2 separate regions of the Anser cygnoides genome follow, and region 2 is linked to region 1. The links are chromatin contacts, called in public Hi-C maps. All regions are on one chromosome and are shown on one strand. The core of a region is the stretch at or near the end of the contact, and the rest is flanking DNA. Distances in the headings are between cores, read along the strand shown.

Region 1 (3,590 bases), core at 563-3,062:
TTCCTTCATAATTAGCCATGTGCTTTATATAAGATCAGCATTCCTGTAAAACTTCTTCCTGGAACAGTGAAGTAGTCCAGGAGCAGAGCCAAATCAGCTGTACTGTATCACCCAGCAGGTCCTCGGGACACTTAAGATGGAAAAGGCGGCTGGTGTGAAGTCTCAGTCCCCCCCAGGAGTCCATGGTTTCCTGCTAGTCTGAAAACATGGGTGGGACAACGTACAGAACATGAGAAAACAGAAGTCTTTTACAGGCTGTGGTGTGTACGTCTCTAAGAGGTGTTGGGGCAACCTGGAAGTTAGAAGGCAGTGCACCAGCTCTTAGAAAACAAACAGACCTTAATAAAAGACACTGATGATGCAAGCAAACCTGTAACAAAGTCTAAAATTATCACTTTCTTTCACTTAAAATTTCTTATTAATAATGCAAAGAAAGCATGGGAAAGTTTATACTAAAGATGTGTTGAAATAAATCATTTAAGTACCATCTTTCAAATAAAAGAGAAAAAAAAACAACCAGCTAGGATGAGCAGCAAACCCAAGGAGCAGGCTCTAGGACTGTGCATCTGTGGGTCCCAACGCCTGCTGAACTGCACTGTTTCTGTATTGTAAGTGCAACACAGCCCCACTTCGCATAAACCTCTACAACAGTCACCACATGTGCAAAACATGAAGTCCCATTCAAACTATGGATCAGCCCACTGAACAAGTGGTGAAAGGCAGCAGTTTCAGTGCAGAAGAGTCCCACACTAAGTTCAGGCAAAATTAATCTACAAAGATGAGCCAGAAGTGCAGGTTGAGTCTAAAACCAGAATTTGTTCAAATTTCATAACCAAAACGACTACAGCTTTGTGACGTCTGTGACAAAAATGACTTTTGGAAAGGCTTTGATATTGTGTGGACACAGTTTAGCAAACATGACTCTGCCTAAGATAAACCACTTCCCCTTCTGCTACAGGCACCACGAGGTTCCCAAAAGCCTCTAAAGATCATCAATGGGCTACCCTACAACTCACCGCAGACACACCAAGGTGGTACCTGCTTCCCATTTCCAGGAGAACACCACTTTGCTGGACAAAACGGCCAAATTGCTTTGCTGTACGTAGCTAAAGCAAACATTTCATATTCTCATCTTAAAACACCGCACATCAACAGAAGAAACAACATTTTCCTATAGACTAAGGAGCAGTTTTCCATCTGTAATTACAGTGTCTGATAGCAACTTTTAGCAGACGCTGCTGAGCTAGCACAGCATTTTCTGCTTCAGGAACACTGCTCATTCCAAAAACTGTAATTTGCATCAGGAAAAGAGCTAGAAACAGGACACATCTCTTCTCTCATCTGTTCTTATTAGTTTATTTACACTTTTCCTCACTTTTGTTGGCTTTGCAGAGTTAAAGCAACTGATGAACAGGATAGATTTTGGCTCTCACATCAACAGAATTGAGAAATTAAGATCCCATTGCAAAATTGCAATCCTGTTGATAACGCACAAGCCAAAAAGTCACCAGCTGAGGTCTGCGGTTGTGACATAAGAAGATCAATGTGACATCTTGAACTAGCAAACGAGTCACGTGGAGCTGGTGAAAGAACAGAGTCCCACAGTGCCATTTCAGGATCTCCTCCGCATCACAACACTGATCTGTCCTTGACCACCTGTGTTTATTCCTCCCCAAAATTTGTTCCATTCAGCATTGCCTGCTCCAAAAGGAAAGCAACAAGGAACACATTGGTCTTTTGGCAGCAGCAACCTATATCAGCTTCAACATTGCTATATTCTTCCTGCTTCAGAGCCTGCAGCAGTCCTGGTTTCATATGCTCTCCTCTGCTTTTGGAGATCCAGTCTCAAGCAACATCCTGTTTTCCCATCTGAATTAAAATTCAAGACTGTGGTAAACGCACTGTCTGGAGCTTCTCTAACACGCAAGCACCTGTACCTTTGAACAGGCTCGCAGTGTGCTCTCAGCACATGCAGTTCAGAAAGCCCAAGTTGTCAAAGCCCTGGTGGTGCAGGGCCACCAGCTTTGCTCCTCAAATCCCAGGCAGGATGCAGGACTGGATGCCCTGTGCCAAGCGTAGCAGTTGGGATGGGAAGCTCCTCTCGGTGCAGCCCTCTGCCAGCCTGTCCACCAACAGGTTCTGGGAATGTGGAGCCGTCAGACCCTGTTCCACGTGTCAGACCCGGAGCTGTCACCCTTGTTTCCAAATAGTTTCACAGAATCAAGGAATAATTTAGTTTGGAAAAAATCCCAGCAGATCATGTGGTCCAAGCCCTGGCTCAGAGCACAGCTACCTCCAATGTGAGGTTACTCAGCTCAGCACGGCGAAAAAGATAAAAGGTAAAGGCACCCAAACGTCAGGAAAAGCCTACCAGACAAAAATTCCAACACGAGGAGAGCACCGCTTTGGGTTGCATTACAAGTGTCTCCTTCCCTCTTCCCCTCTGAGGTCAAGAGCCATTTCTGCAAAAAACGGAGCCACTGTACATTTTTGTCCACTGTTTCACAAGCCAAGGAAGAGGTTATGCACGCCCAGGCCATGATACAGGATGCACCATTTTTTGTTAGGAAATTTCTACTTTCTGCCGAGCACTTTGATTAGGCTTCAATTTCTAATTAAATCCTATCCTGCATACTTCTTATCAGTGTAAGATTATTTTTACTTCCTTCTTCCATTCATTCTTTGCATCATATGCTGCCAAACTAACTACTTAAGACATATCAGCAGTGTACTTATCTACAGTCTAAATGTCTCCTGGAAACAATATCACAAAGGTTTGTGCTTCCTCTTTCACACCAACAGCCACAGACAAGGCACAAGATTGAAACAGTAGTATTATAGATAAGAAATATATATATGGGAAAGAAAAATAGAAGCAAAGTTGGAACATTCGCATTTTATTGACCTGCCTTCATCTCTAGTTCCCATCTAACAGCACTTTTAATGATCATTTTAAGTCACTCTTAGCAGCACGGAGTTTGTATTGAAGTACCACAAAGAGGTTTTGTTGTTGTTGTTTTTTTAGGGTAATCTTAGGAAAACAACAGAGGGGGAGGGTTTCTTCCCGAAAGTGTTTTCTTCCCCAATAGCCAGTGGCTATTGCATTCCGACGCAGGCTTCCCTGCTGAAGGACAGCCTTGTTTTCTGGCTGTCCAGGCAAGCACATCCCTCCCCGCCAGCCTTTGTTGGGCTAACTGCAGACGCCTCCAGACAGGATTACTAAGCAGCTCTACCCGGGTCTGTTCTCAGAGAGTGTTCAGCTCCATTAGAGCAGAGTATTCCTGTTTCACAACTAAGAGGCCCGAACACGCCATCCGTTATCTCCCTCCTGCAAAGCCTTGGAGATTTCCAGCTCATTTCAAGGAGCTGGCTTTGTCCTGTAAAGCAGCACGTACTCTGGGCTCCGTGTACATCGCTGCCTCCTTGGCATTAATGCAAGAGCTGACAGATCTGGGAAACTGGAATCACTGGATCCCCCATGCACACTCAAAGGCAAGAGCTTTCACGAGATGGCTCTGCAGTCCCAGAGGCCGTTTCATCTCCCCCTCCAATCTAACAGAGGCCACTTGTTACATCTAAAGCAGGCTCAC
Region 2 (3,590 bases), core at 685-3,184, 190 kb after region 1:
TCTAATAAGGTCTACCTAGGAGAATAAAGTCATATTAGAAGCATCAGGGATGTTACAAAAAGGAACAAATAAAGGGTGCCCCATACTACTCCACTTCAACAAAACTAGTCCATAGGAATCCTGCATTTTACACATCCCCATACAGTAAAGCTCCTGTTCCAAGTCCCCAGTAGCTGAAACTGTCACATTTAATCTCTGAAAAACCTCATGAACAAATATTTAGGCTCACAAACTTGAAAGCAAGTTGGGGACACCAGTTTCCTTTCTACCACTGCCATCACATCCCTCACTCATTTGTTGTAGCTGTTGCAAGAAGGCAAACGTAAGAAAAAAAAAAAAAGGATTTATACTGAGCATAAAGACACTTGATTCTGGTTTACGAAAGCTTCCATGATTCTGCAAACTCAAATCTCCTCCTCCAGCCATTGGCAAATTCTCTGGAGAAACTTTGTGCATGTTTTGGATGCTGGTGCCCTGCTGACACACGTGAAAGATATAATGCACAAAGTGTTAACATTGAGCTTCTACTAAAAAGAGCCAAGCGGGGCTGTCAGAAAAGTGATGAGAGCACTTTCCATTTGAAAAACACAGATCGCTAGCAGTGCCGTGACCAGTTCCAAGTGCTGGGTGGACTGTTCCAACAGTAAGGAGCTTGTTTGAAGCAGACATGCTTTTCAGCAATCCTGACTAACGTAAAGTGCTAAAATTGATCAAATTTAAGCATCAGTGCAACTCCTTCCAGATTTAATGTAACTTTTATTTGAGGATTCTTCAAGGAGTTTGTGATGGACTTGCAGATAACATAAGGAAAATAGTTAAGAAATGAACCCAAGGACAAAGCCACACTACGAACAGCTCTGACCGAAAACAAGAGGACAGGTAGCGAAAGTCAGACATCTGCGATAGAAAGGTGAGCAAACAATACAGCAAACAAATACTTAACTCATTTGGTTAAAAATATAAGTGTACGTTTCCTTTTCTCTCCATGTCATCCTCAACAAAGAATTTGAGCATTATGTACTACAGAAGCAAACGCTCCATGAATGCAGCAGACAATGCATTTCATAGCGGTCAGCCGGTACGTATAAAGCCTCTTCCAGGAAACAAACGTACCTTTAAGCAACAAACCAAATAATTACACTTGGTTCTTCAACAAAGCAAGAGCTTACTGAATAACCAGAGAGCCCGTGATCACAGAGTGGAGTTTGGATGTGCAGTGAGACCCGTCTTCTGCGATCATGCATGCGGGTCTACCAAAAAGATTGGTACAGGATGGCGGTAGGCTCATAAATTCAAAGCTGTACTTTGGACATTCGGCACCCCTGTAGTGTTTTATTAGTTTCACGTATCAGTTAGCAAAGGAAAAACAGAAGTATTTCTTAGAGGGAGAAACAAAAATGCTTCAAAGTGGGTAGTTTTCAAGGACTGATTCCAGGAAAAAGCATTCACCAGAAACTGAGACGCATTACGAACGGGTCAATTTTAAAAAGGATCAAAGTTAACAAGAAGCCTTCAAGCTGAGCTTACACAGTTAAAATTTTTGGAAAGTAAGATGGCTCCCTATTGAATTTCCTCCTTTCAAGGCAGGTTCTGAAGCAACACTTATTTTTAATATGCATTAAGCTAGAGTTTAGGTTGTGGGTTGTATCTTTTTTTTTTTTTTTAACTGAACTTCACAGATCTCCATGCTTCAGGGGATAAACAGAAATAACTGTTTAACAGAAGACCACACGTGCTTTCTATTGATCCGTAAGCAGGTTACCGAGTAACAGAAGTGTTCAGGTGGGTTTCCAACAAATTTAAAGCAAGATGAGCAGTTAGAAGAACAACGCTGGCCTGCAACACGCCAGTGGTTGCAAAGTGGTAAAAACTGACAGGCAATGTTACTCACGTTATTTTTTTTGTACGGTAATAAAGGAACTTCTCAGAGAATTGATAGAAAATATATAGAATAAAAGATAAATAAAGGAATAAAGCAAGTTACTTCCCTTCTAAGATGTTAAAAAAATCTCTAGAGTACCAGAAAATGCATAACCACCAAAAAACACTCAAAAATACAATAGCGTGCAATGCTTATAATTCTCAACTTTTTAAGGTAGCAGTGAATTTTCAGAAAAATCCTATTTTGTAAGATTTAAATATTTAAAGATTATATTTAAGATGTTTTAGAATAGTTAATGGACACAGATTGCTGAAAAGACGCTGCTTTGTGAGAGCAAAACTTTAAATACATGCAATTCACCTGTACTGTACAGCTGTTCAAAGGTTTCGGCTGATAAGGTCTTTGATCTGAGCTCACTTAATTTTAGATTGGTTGTTTGTTTTTGAAGAAATTGCGACACATGACTTTAAAAGCTTGACGGTTTACCAAAACATTTGTTTAATTCAGACAGGTCTTCCACAGAAGGAAAGAATTATTAATCTTCAGAATGTAATTAGGATAGCCATTTTCAGTCAGCATTTTTGCCAAAGCTTTTGCTTTTGTTCTTCCAAGAAAGTCTTGTATTTGAAAATAAGTCAAAAGTAGTTTCAACAGCTGCCATAAAATTTCTCTCAATGAACAACCGCCCATAAATCCTTCAATCCCGGGATCCAGCTACACGATGTATGAAGTGAATTTTATGCTCAACCACTGACTCTCAGGTTGCCTTTCCTCACAGACGCTCATTTCAATCAGCAAGTGGCCAGGAATAAATCCTGAAATCACTAGAAGTTGAGACAAGACTATGGCAGGAATTCAGAATCGTGGATTTTCTACCAGCCTCAGGTCTCAGTTTGCCCCATAAGAAGCTCAAGGCTGCTAGACACGTCAACTGCTCCTCCATGTAGGAGCGGAAGACCAAGTAAATGGTTTTGATCCCACACAAAGGTAAAGAGACTATTCTTTGTATCTGGGCAGTGAGCAGCCACTCATTCCCCCCAAACCACCTGTTTTCATTTTGGTTCAAACCTTACCAACAATACAAAAGATGCACTTATCCCAGAGAAGCAGCCCACCCACAATCGGGGAATTAATCATGAGCGACTCCCCAAAAATGAGTTAATGAATAGTAAGACGTTCCATAACACGGGATTCCCAGGGCAGCCTCCTCCTCGCACGGCATGTCGCTGCCGTTTGCAGGGTGTCTCAGTGACACGCAGGCTGCTAAGGAACCAGCCAAAAGGGTATCACGCCTTGCAGAGCACCTTCACACCTTCAAACTCCTTCCTCCAGGCTCCCACGTTTCGAAAAGCTTCCGGGAAAATCAATCACTGGAGCATCCTCAAGCTGGCCTCCATCAACCAACAAGCTACAAAGAATAACGTTCCGAAAGGTACAGACTTGAATAAGCCTCATAGCCACAGAAAACAGGGTGGAGAGCGGTGAGGATAACCCAAAAAGCAATTCTGCCTCCTCCTACCTGATGTGCATGGTGGCTTTGAACACACAGTCCTGCAAATCAAGCACTCTCCAGGAGTCCTGCTAAGCACACCCGAGGTAGCTGTGGGGAGCTGTGCTCAGGGCCCTTCCCATACCCAGCGCTGAAGCTCCGTGCTGCCTGCACCAGGACTGCAAAGCACCCATGCTGTTTGTGGGTTGGCCTGACCCT

The links. A called contact is a pair of places that touch in the nucleus more often than the background predicts.
Region 2: a Hi-C map of liver shows a contact between it and region 1, with 7 times the contacts expected there. The contact joins two enhancer-like sites. A contact is called at or near these places in 2 of 7 Hi-C or Micro-C datasets (both in liver).

What each region holds. Positions count from the first base shown.
Region 1 is chr7:13,709,134-13,712,723 of Taihu_goose_T2T_genome, forward strand. All of the region lies in intron 1 of WBP1L (WW domain binding protein 1 like), which reads right to left. Among named protein-coding and RNA genes, the nearest start is that of CYP17A1, 23 kb to the left of the region's middle. Within about 2 kb of position 1,813, at least 1 of the 3 cell types and tissues checked has open chromatin away from gene starts, as enhancers often do. A contact at or near this core is called in liver, where this site is marked.
Region 2 is chr7:13,895,382-13,898,971 of Taihu_goose_T2T_genome, forward strand. All of the region lies in intron 2 of SUFU (SUFU negative regulator of hedgehog signaling), which reads right to left. Among named protein-coding and RNA genes, the nearest start is that of SUFU, 20 kb to the right of the region's middle. Within about 2 kb of position 1,935, at least 1 of the 3 cell types and tissues checked has open chromatin away from gene starts, as enhancers often do. A contact at or near this core is called in liver, where this site is marked.